Linked DNA regions of Mus musculus: region 2 is linked to region 1. A link is a contact called in public Hi-C data. All regions are on one chromosome and are shown on one strand. Each heading gives the region's core, a stretch centred on a gene start, on an enhancer-like site or on the middle of the called end of the contact. The rest is flanking DNA. Distances are from core to core; before and after follow the strand shown. Region 1 has its middle 15 kb from the start of Gm32955. Region 2 has its middle 45 kb from the start of Gm33059.

Region 1 (5,558 bases), core at 826-3,325:
TTGTGGTTGGGAATTGGCAGACTAGTTTTTATCTGATGGAGAAAATTGGAATGTGCACGGACTGGTTATGTTTCTAACCTCTCTCTCTCTCTCTCTCTCTCTCTCTCTCTCTCTCTCTCTCTCTCATCTCTCTCTCTCCCCACCCCAGCTGAAGGGGCCCAGGGAAGCACTGCTCTGGCTGTTTTGACGAAACGATGTATCAGAAAGTCAGAGGAAATATCAGTGGTCAGATCCCACTCCCGCTGGAGGAAGGCTGAAGGTTGGAGCCCCAGGTTCTAGGTTAATCCTTCTACCAATGGGGTGTTTGTTCATCTTCCTGCCTAGTGCCAGTCTCTTTGGCTGATCCATATAGAGTCCCATGAACGTGGCTTCCAGGGCTGGGAAGCTGGGCTGTGGTCTCAAGGCTAGAAGCTTCTCCCACTTCTTCCACGGCAACTGTCAGTCATTTTTTTCTTTTCCTCCTCAAATATTCCGTAGAGTGATTTGGGGAAAGTATATATATATTCTGTCAAGTAACATCTCATGGCAATATTTTAATAATTCAGTAAGCTCCAAGGGAGGCTTGTTCTTTCATGGATTCCTGTTAGCCCTCAAGGTGGTGGATGCTTCCAGAGACACTGCGGAGGAGGGAAAGGAAGAGCGGAGGGAACACCTAGTCTTCGGGTGGGTGTGGCCTCCTCAGCAGCAGTGTTTCCTGGCTTCTGCAGGAGACTCTGCAGACCAGGCGACCCCTATGAAAGGGTTGTTTGACCCCTAAAAGGGGTGTGGAGAACCACAGGTTGAGAATCACCAGTCTAGTGGGAAACTGAGCCCCATTTCTTTATACCATCCTGAGAACTGTGTTTTGATCGTCTCACATTCTCTCCCTAGTTTCTTGCCAGCTCATCCTCAAGACTGTAGACTGGTGTCTACAAGGATGTTACCCGTATCTATAGTCCTTATTAGAATGAGCTGGCCGGGCCTTTCTTCAGCTTGAAGTCACATTCAAAGTACAGCCTACCTCTCCAAGATAGTCAGTGTAGTGAACTGAAAAGGTGTGGAAGACAGATCGCAGTCCTAAACACAGACAATGTCAAGAAATTCTCTCCCTCCCCAGTCCCACCAACTCAGTCCCACCTCCTCTCCTCAGTGGTGGCTCACTCCTTTCTCCTTCACCAGCCATCCGCTGCCCTGCCCGAAGCAGACCTAGCCAGGCTCTCTGGTTCTCCTCACACAAAGCCCAGGCTAGAGGTCTCGGCTCTGAATATTTATGTCTTAATTCTGTGTCTCTTGGCTTGTATTCCTCCCTTCAGTGTTAGTTCTGCTTTGTGCAAATAGCTTCATTTCCATGACAGATGCCTTTGCAAGGAGAATGCTTAGATATGGAACCGGCAGCCTTAGAGAGCTGTACCAAGCTCACAGGACTCAATAAACAAGGGGTGACTGGGTTCACTGCCACAAAAAACAAAAAGCCTACAGCAGCCTGCAGGAGCCCTGAGTTCTTCCGCAAGCCTGTGGCAACAGCTCCCTCTGCCTGAAGAGCCCTTTGTCCTTTTGGTCTCTTGCTTTTCTTTTTCTTCCCCAGTTGTTCCTTTCCCTCACCAGCTGTGAACAACAGCTCCCGCAGACTCTGTCTGCTACAGAAATGGTCTGACTTCTGGTGTGAAGGAAATGAGAGATGAGGGGGAAGGACCTGTGTGGCAGGGGCCGTGAGTATAAACACATACTGGATCATACAGATATTGGGAAGGAAACCCCACACTCCCCTCCTGAAATGGAAAGTTAACCCTTGCAGCCAAAGCACGATGTGAAAATGAAGCTCTCCCAAGTCTGGCAGGGAGAGAGATCTAGAAATCATTCTTGGAACTTGCAGTGCGGCCCAGCGCTGCAGGCATCGAGGAGGGCAGAGGAGGGGGTGAAGATCCCCAATAAAATAAACCACGAGAGAGATTTTATGCGAAAAAGATAACTATAGCTGACAGGATCAATTTCTTGGTACAGGAGGGGTCAAACTACTTAGAAAGCATCTGTGAGGAGAGGTGGGATGGAAAGGCGGGTCACGTGCCGCTCCAGGCCCCTCCCAAGTCAGACTTGTACTGGCTGAGGTACTGCCCCTGAAGCGCACGTGGGAGGAGTCTTCTGATCTGAGCACAGCATCTGCCTGGTGATTCCTGCTGGTGATTGACTGATAATTAGACATACTTACTAAGCCATTTCAGGGAACTTAGGGAAAGAAAGTGATGTTGCAGGGATATCTGAAAGTGAAGAAGAGCAGTTCTGAAAAAGAGACAGAGTCTCATGCTACCTTCCCCCCATAATCCAACTCAAAGTTCAAATCTCCGGTGAGTCCCCCTGCCTGGCCACCCAGACTTCATCTGACATTCAGAGTCAATGGTCTGGGCTGGGCGAGTAGTGCTGGCATCTGCGGGTCACACGAGCTCTTAGGATTCTAAGGGGCAGTTATGATGAGAGCCCTGAGTCAGCCCTTCATAGTCCCTGGCTGAGTCATCTTGCTTTCAACGACACTTCTTCCTAAGCCAAGTGCCTGCAGATGGTGTGAAGCCCAGTCACACCGAGAGCTTAGTGACTTGATGATTGTCTCTAAATAAGGAGTGATGCAATCTCATTTCTATTTTAGGAAAATGACCGCGTAGGAAAAATGGCAGCGGGACTGAGGATGGAGAGCCCGAGGCTAGGGGAACCAGTTGGCCACTTGACCAGTGACAGCTATCAAGGCCGTGACTGACGGATAGGAGAGGCTGAAAACATGGCTCAGGCAAAACTGACAGTTCTGGCGACTGTGGCGGGGGCAAAGGCAAGAAGGGTTGAGCTTCAAGATGGGAAGTCAAAGTCAGGGACAAGACTAACCAAAATGAGGCCAGTGGAGCTGGAGAGGGAAGGACCCCATCTGCCTGAATGCCTGTTTCCTGTTCACATCCTGGGCCCCTAAGGGCAAGGCAGGTTAAACAGAGGATAATTGGTGTTTGCGGCTAGACTCAGGGCTGCTGGAGGGTGGGGCTCATCTTCTCCCGGCCTAGCACCTACAGCAGTCAGCACATGATTGACACGCAATGTCTCTTGAGTACAGAAATGAGTGGCAGACGAAACTGGAAACAGTCTCACTGGAAAACCTGAGTTTTTGGGGTCAGTCTATGACAAAGATGACTTCACATAGAAGCCAAGATCTCTATGAAAGCCAGTATGGTTTCTTTCTATATGTGGGGAAAGAGGAGCTATGCCAAGAGCCTGCGATGCCATTGGGTCTCTATCAATGTCACAGTCTCCTTGGCGTGGAGGAGGGAGATGGGGAGGACCTGCAAGAGGGTCTGGTTAGCAGAACTTAGACAAAGGGGGAACGTACCACTCAGCTCTACCACATAGGAAGGGAAATGCAATCCTCGTCTCTCCCAGGCTCCTTCAGCTTACGGTTCCATATAAAACAGTGACCAGCAATTGGGCTTTGTGGCATGGTGGCTTCATCTCGGCACACCCCCAAGCGCCCACCTGACCTAAGGTTTTCAAAAGCCATGCTCTTTCATAGATAACAGAACCCCGGGCCACTTCCTTCCCTGGGAATATCTGCTCTCTATAGAACTGCAAACCATTGCATTCCAGTTCTCTCTCTAGAACCATTTAGCAGGCTTTCCTAGGAAGCACCCTGTAAGCCACACACAGAATCCTTTGGCTTCAGGCTTGATTTGGAAAATGTTTTGATATTCTGAGTTTGTGATCCTGCAGTAAGTAGTATTAAAAAAAAAAAAAAAGGTGTAGTAGATTCGTGTCCAGCTCATGAAGCACTGTGTGTTGGGAGAAGTCTGCTTGGCAGCCAAGTTTTTGGGAAGCAGGTACCAGTTTATCCACTGCAGAACTCAGCTCGTATCCTTGTGTTTAGCAAGAGGACTGGCATTTTAATTCACTTCACCGGAGCATGCCTTTCCCCTCCACTGGAGCCACAGGTGCTGCAGTGATTATGTGAAACTTACTCCTTGGCCACAGACAAGTGCAGCAGAGAGGAGTGCAGGGTGTCTTTGTGAAGACTAGCGTAGCCAGAGACTTGTTCTTATATAAGTCTCCACCACTGGCCTCAGGCTCGTCCAAACAGCCTCATTATTCAAGTCAGGGCTGGCCAGGCTGTAGGCGAAGCTGCCTGGGTGGAGAGCGTCTGCCTCTCCCCCCCCTGCAGCTCCCCACTCTCATTGTGCCTCCTCCCCCTCCCGGAGCTCGAGCCTGAGAGTGCTCCATTTGTCTGCATCCTTTCTTCTAATGCACGCCTTTCACTTTGTCTCGGTGGTAGCTGTGTTCTCCCACTTCTCTCTCTCTCTCTTTTCACCTAATAATTATAAAGAAAACATTAGCAACAAGACTTTCCCTCCCCAGGCCTCTTTTATCTACTTAAATAGCCTTGACTTCAGGACACTGAGTATAGCACATTCATTAATTTTTAATGTCTCTTCTTGCGGTTGCTGACTTCCAGGGTCTGAAGGACCATGAACAATGGTCTCCTGAACCTTTGGATGGAGCCTGTTGTTGTTGTTGTTGTTGTTGTTATTATTGTTGTTGTTGTTGTAGGCAGGGTAGAGATGAAGGAATAATGGAGTCTGATCAAATAAATATCTGTTATCTGAAATAGCTCATTCAAGGTGAATATGGATTTTTATCACATTAAACCCAAGCCTGTGAGCCAGAGTTTTTGTTCCTGGATATTATTAGCAAACAGAAAAATAATTCTAAGAGATGGCAGACTGCAAGAATCATTTCTCAGAGGAACTTGGGGGACAGGATGCTATGCATCTGCAGGGCTACCTCATTGTCAGTGCCAGAGTCCGGAAATCTGGCAAGGACCTTAGATTTGCTGCTGGCATTCCTCAGAGGTCCACTTCTGTTTTGAGGTGTGTTCTCCTGGTGTAGGTGGGATCTCACCTACTCTTGCAATGTTCTACTTGAGCCCTACCATCCTTGAACTTCAAATGTGCTGTTTCCCTTAAGCTGCAGAACCACATAGACAGATCCTGGGACTATACGTGTTCCTCTGGACATTTCCAGTCTCACTTGGATCATGCTCCTTGGAGGGTGGATGATGATGCTATTGCCTCTCACACTCATGAGCTGGCAATCTTAGAGTCCTTCTGGGGGGTTTTTCTCTACAGCTCTCCAATAACTTGGCTGTGAGTCCAGCTGCATAGTATTTGTCTTACTTCCACTCCCTTGCCACCTCTTGCTTGGAAAGGCAAATCTTGAGTGAAGTTCATGCTGAGAGTGGACTTCTCTGGCCAGTTCTTCCAGAGTGTCATAAGAACCATAGTTTCACATCATAGATCTGATTTACTCACCACACAAAAGTCTACAGGTGACAAGAACTGTGTAGAGGACCCAGACTCTTCATGCATCTGATATCCTTTGATATTTAGCTTCAGTTTATCTTGTTAGCCTTAGCTTCCAGGTCAGCCAGATGTGCAAGCAAGATGCTCACTGCTCCCCAAACTCTAGTCTTCGAAACCTATTGTTTAAATTATTACAGTGGCTTTGTTCTTGCTGACTGCTTTCTAGGTACCACGAATTCATAGAGGAGAGAGGCAAAG
Region 2 (5,954 bases), core at 598-3,097, 150 kb after region 1:
CAATGCAGCCGGGCAGTGGCGGCACATGCCTTTAATCCCAGCACTTGGGAGGCAGAGGCAGGCAAATTTCTGAGTTTGAGGCCAGCCTGGTCTACAGAGTGAGTTCCAGGACAGCCAGGGCTACACAGAGAAACCCTGTCTCATAAAAAAAAAAAAAAAAAAAAAAAAAAAAAGGAATTTAGCAATCACCTGATATTTCTATGGAAACAAGAATTGTGATACTCAAAGTATACAAAGTTATAATGTCTCTGAGAAAGCAGGTATTTGGGGCTATTCCCACTTGGGTGTTCATGTCCTCTAACATTCATTAGTCTGATGAGCTGGAGGAATCTGTAAGCCCCATTTGTTGCTTCTAAACACAGGATCTCTGGTTTTTCTTCTGACTCCTAAAATCATTATCCAACTGCCCACTGCACATCTCCATCTGGATAGCCCACAGGACTTGATTCAACATGTCCACAGTCAAACTCATTCTCTTCATTTTTCAAGCCTTCTTATTAATCTTCTGTGTTAGTGAGTGGCACCATCGTGACAAAGTAAACCAAAGCCCCCGGGCTAATTCTATGAACCTTCTTCTCAGGCTTATTCATCAGTCACAAAACCCAGTCCTTCGGGGCCTTTCAATTTTGTTACTATTTTCTTTGATCCCTTTCCCACTGCCTTGGCTTACTACATTTGACCTCTCACCTGGCCTATTCTAGCAGTTTTCTGATTGGTTCTCCTATCTCACTATACTAGGATTGATTGCAAGTGAAAGAACACTCAAGCAGACACATGTAACATAGAAATTTAAGATGCTCAGTCTGGGATGGGCATGGCACATCCTCTGACTGTCTCCTTTTCTGGCAGGCCCTCTCAATGAATAGGTTAATGATAGCTTAGTTCTAGGCTTATAGAAAATTTTTATTTTCAGCTGAAAGAGAGTCTATTCTTTAGCTGCTTCAAAAATCTCAAGGTAGGCTCTGTTTGTCTATTTACCATACCCTCTGCCTAAGTGAGTCAGGTCAAGGTGTTCTGATGTAGACTTTGTCAGCTGGGAAGGGTTTATTAACAGAATGGAGAAAGTGGATTTGGAAATCCAATTCCATGAAATATTTCTAACACAAGCTCTGCCCATGGACCTGAATGGTCTGTATATTGAACCATGCCATCCTCAGGTAAACCTTCTCTTTTTCTAACACCTTAATGTCTAAATAACATAGGTAGCTCTCTGAACAGTGTCTGCTTCTCCCCTTCCTTTGTTTCCACACTGAACTCCAAGGCTCATCTCAGAGCATCCACGAGCTAGCCCTGTCTTGATTGGCTTTCTTTTCTTTCTGGAGGGTCAACTTCTTAAGGCCAGGGACAGACACTTTGTGTTCTTAAATACACAGTTGGTACAAAGGAATATTTGTTGAATGACTGAATCAAAAAAAAAACACAATAAAAGTTAAATGTTTATTAAAGACATGGTAGAGAGGACAGATCCAGGCTGGTGATATTCAGAAATTTAAACTACATGGACAAAGAGTCAGAGGCGAACAGTCACTTTGCATGCGGCATATGACTATTATAGTAGTATTCACAGGCTACTCTGTTAATTCCTTAAGTGAAGATGATTTTAAGGGATAAATCTGACACCATTCTAACTGTTCTTTCTCTTCATGTAGCTGTGGTGGCCTGAGAACATTTCCAGGGCTGAGCTTCCATATGTTACTAACCAAGTCTGGGCAGTGAGTGGTCACTGGGAAACTGCGAGCATGGATCGCTCTGCTTCCTGAATCTAAAATGCCCCCGAGTGTGAGGTTGAGACGGAAGCAACCACTAAGCACGCAGGCTAATGGCCAAGGTCATTTTCCCAGGGAGGCTGCAGTGCAGCTGTGTCCAGTGCCCTGGGCAGGACTTGAAAGAGTGCTGGTGCCTCCCTATCGCCAGTGTCTGGGAGTAGGAGCCCCTCCTCCACGCTATGGGTCTGCTTTGAACAAGGTCCAAAGACAGCTCCCCTTGAAGAGTGAATGCTAAACAATTCCACCTTTTCCTCTAGGGGATTATTCAAAGGACATTTTTCGTTAGGACTTTTCTAAGAATTTAAGAATGGCTAAATTTGCTTTCGATCGGCTTGACGGAAGCTGTAGATAACGGGGGTTGAGGTTGGATCACTCTATCAGTTTTTGTCCTGAATTGACTGTCTCTAGAGTTCAAATCCTCCTGGAAAATGCCAAGCCTCAGTTTCACTGTGCTGAGCTAAGAATGGAACTCGGGTTTCTTAATTCCTCAGCCAGAACTCCATCTATTAGAACACTGTGCCTCTCAATTGTGTCTTAAATTAGGCATACAAATGAATTCACTCACACTCTCTCTGCCTACCAAGTTCCTGCGAGGAACTTCTCAGCACTTGGTGACACAGTTGGGAAGACTTTCCTCAGCCTCCCTGGTTAAACTCTTCACAGGCTTGGGTCAGAGAAGCTCAGATGGGAAAGCTGAGCCTCTGTGAATCTCACAAACTCTGCAGTTACCACCACATCCCCTCTCCCAGTCACCAGTCAGCCTGCAACAAAGGAAGTGCACCAGGGGCCTTGCTTAATCTGTTATCCCTGTGCAAGCTGCAGAGATTTATACAGGGAGGAAAGAAACTTGGATGAAGCCATGCATGGAGGCTCGGGGCTTGCCATACCCTTCCTGAGTGAGGCTTTAATGATTGCAGCAAATTCCCTGCACTGTTCTGACCTGGCTGCCTAAGGGAGCTTAGAGCAAAGTGCCTTCAGTTTATGATGAGTCTACCTTTGTTTGTTTGTTTGTTTGTTTGTTTGTTTATGCATTCCATTTTGGCCATTTGAAGCTTGCTGGAGAATTGGGGGGGGGGGGCACACCACACAACAAATCCAAAAGGAGAATATAAATATATCATTTGGAATCTTGCATAATATCAGCCAATGGCAACAGCAGGTTTTTGACAGGCCTGCGAACTTCCCCAAAACAACATCCTGCCAGCCTGGCTGTGATTCAGGCATGAGTCAATGCTGTGAGATGGGGTTGCTGCCAGCCGCTTCCCCAGCCGAAAAATGGCCTCTCCTCCAGGCCCTGGTAGTCTATTAACATTTAGAATCTTGCCTGGATGGGCTTGTGATTAACAGCACGCTCGTCCCCCTAAGGTAACAAATAATCTGGGGGACTCTTCTTTCATCATCGGGATAGTATTGGGACAAAGAAAGAAAAATGTCTCCTCACAACACAGCTTTGATGGGAAGGGAGCAGTAGTAGTTTGCACAGCTGATACTGTTATTAGAGAGTGGAGACAAGATTCCCCCACCCCCTGGAGTCTTGTTATAATGAGGCCCAAGTACACTATCACCTTTTTGCAATCCAAGCAAGTAATGGAGCCCGCTGAACTGGGAGGGGATGTCATCTGGGTCATTAGAGTCCAAAATGCTGTGGAAATAATTCCCCACCGTTATTAGAAGGCGACCAGCTAGAGAGACTTTTCTAGAGACCTCCACTTTAAAAAGGGGCGTTTTTCTGTACACACGAAGCAACAACCGCAAACCTTCTGCTCATACCCAGTCTTCCACCTTATTGGACTTTCAATGATATTTTTGATCCTTTGAGCCAAGATACCCCAGTCTATCACTATTGTATTCTGTGGACTGACTCAAAGAACAGCTACAAGACTTAAATCTTTCTCCAATAACTGTGCAGTCGGTCAGGAGTGAGACATAAAGAGGAGAAAAAAAAAAACCCAAAACAAAAAACAAAACAAAAAAACCCCCAAGAGTTCCTTCTTTCTCATTCCTTTGCTCCAGGGCCAGGAGTGATCTATGCAGCCAGCAAAAGGGACCAGCTCTGAGCGCTGCTGCCATTTAACCCTTTGATTAGCTAATCAATTGTGCTACTCCAAAAGCACATGGGAACTCATCCCTTCAGAATAGAAAATAGAGAACAACTTCATATAGCCTCAGTTTGAGAATGCAGGTGCTTCCAAAGTCGGTCCAACCTTTCGACTTTGTGACACCATGTGGTCATCTACAGAGCTCATGCCCAAGAGAGTTACCACACAATGTTTTGTGATTTTTGTCTTGGGCAGCATTCACAGGGCTGCAGATTAGATGCACTCAGCTGCTGGTATTACTCTGTAGCCTTTGTTTTTGTTTTTGTTTTTTTTTTTTAGTGATCCATTTATGCTTGCATTCCTGTTCGTGTATATACAAGCCAAGTCAGGACAACAAGACACAGCAAGGCTGATTAGCTGGACTGGTCTTTCAATCCTGGGATGGATCATTCACACATAGCCTAGAAAGCTCTGGGCATCTGGTGGAGAATTTCATACAGAAAGAACATTTCAAAGCATGATTCTTGCACCTAATTTATTTTTCAACAGCTTCTCTTAGCTTATGCCTGGAATGTCACTTTTTTTAAAATGGGAACACTTGTCCTTGTGGGAAAGAAATGACTGAGGCATTTTTTTTTTTTAAAAGTTCTAGAAAATGTGGTGATCTTGCACCTTGCATCTTGGAAGAAGGGACCTCAAGGTTCTGCAGGGGACACTGTGACGGCCATCAGCGTGCTTTCTCATAGGAAGCTACTTTTCTGCTAGAGATACCCACACCTCCAGTGCCAGCCAGAGTGTGGGTGTGAATGGGCTTTCTCACAAATCCTGGCCCTAGTTGATTATTTTGAAAATTTAGCCTTGGCTGTTTACTCAAATTTCAGACATGATATTTTTTCAAAACCAAACTGGGACTCTGTAAGATCTTTTCTTCCCTTCTCAAAAAAAAAAAAAAAAAAAAAAAAAAGTGAACACCACTTTTTACCGTAGGAGTCAGCGTTCTTATCTCTAGTGATAAGCCACTGAGATGACAAAGTCTGAGGTGATGGTGGTGATGCCCAGCAGTGCTTCCCAGCCCGGGTGGGGCATGGGTCGTTACTCGCAGGACACTTATTTACAGTCTGACTCTATCATTTTCAACCTTCTGCCTTGCAGCTGCCACCTCCTCTACAGCTTCTCATGACCGCAGAACCCTGCTTATCATCCGTTTCCACTCTGGCTTTGTCTTGTGTGTGTGTGTGTGTGTGTGTAAGCCTGGCTCTGAGTAGTTTCTGCAGCATGTAGGACATTGTCAGGGGACTCTTGGATAAGCTGCCTGCCCTGCCTCGGTCATTCTGAGTTGTCTTTGTCTCATTTCTTTTTTGATGGCCTAATTTCACACATATTCTGACTAAAGATTCTTTTCAAACTAAGCAGCCGATGTGGGTGTGCAATTGTTCCATCCGGCTGCTGGATTATTATTATTATTTTAAATGTATTCACTGCAAGGATTTATCACATAAACTCCCATTGAAAACCATTGCCCCCGGGGATGTATTTGAGCATTTGGGTAATTTCCTGAAATCCACCCCCCAGACTCTTCAAATGGATGTAGCCATCTCTGAGCAATCCATAAACAATATTGATTGCACAAAAGCACAAAACTCTCCATCTTGATGCTAACCCCTCATCTCCTGCTGCACACCCTAATCTCTAAAAGCAACCTTGGGCCCTAAAGAGCCCACTGTTCGTGTTCACGTTTACTAAGACACCCCAATTTTCTTAGTGTCTACATTGTGTCAGTTTGGGATGTAAAGCTGGAAAATTATCCTACCTATGAAAACATCCCTCTTGCTCCCTCGCACACAGCAGAGACATGCAGTAACCACACACTCTAGCATAGAACACAGTCTTCCACTGCTCTGCCTGGTTAGATGACCAAATACACTGTGTTAATAAGTGAAATTATTTGGGAACTTGCTTTATTGCCTAAAATCTGTGTAGGGCAAAAACATCTTTAAGACCCTATTCTCTTTTTTGTTTATGGTCTTATCCCTTGAGTAAACAGTTCTGCCTTGTAACCTTGACAGCCTTCGAGGTTATTTGACAGCAAACGAAACTTGCTGCTAATTTAATGGAGTCCATTTTTACAAGGCCTCTACCAAATAATCTA

What was found. A called contact is a pair of places that touch in the nucleus more often than the background predicts.
Region 2: a contact with region 1 is called in a Hi-C map of cortical neurons, with 1.9 times the contacts expected there. The contact joins two enhancer-like sites. A contact is called at or near these places in 5 of 484 Hi-C or Micro-C datasets (cerebral cortex, cortical neurons, muscle stem cells and 1 more) and 4 of 115 datasets of contacts at active chromatin or transcription factors (astrocytes, embryonic stem cells, heart atrium and 1 more).

Annotation. Positions count from the first base shown.
Region 1 is chr4:33,585,291-33,590,848 of GRCm38.p6, forward strand. No RefSeq gene overlaps it. Among named protein-coding and RNA genes, the nearest start is that of Gm32955, 15 kb to the right of the region's middle. Within about 2 kb of position 2,076, at least 136 of the 459 cell types and tissues checked have an H3K27ac peak or open chromatin away from gene starts, as enhancers often do. A contact at or near this core is called in astrocytes, cerebral cortex, cortical neurons and 2 more, where this site is marked.
Region 2 is chr4:33,733,259-33,739,212 of GRCm38.p6, forward strand. No RefSeq gene overlaps it. Among named protein-coding and RNA genes, the nearest start is that of Gm33059, 45 kb to the right of the region's middle. Within about 2 kb of position 1,848, at least 67 of the 459 cell types and tissues checked have an H3K27ac peak or open chromatin away from gene starts, as enhancers often do. A contact at or near this core is called in astrocytes, cerebral cortex, cortical neurons and 2 more, where this site is marked.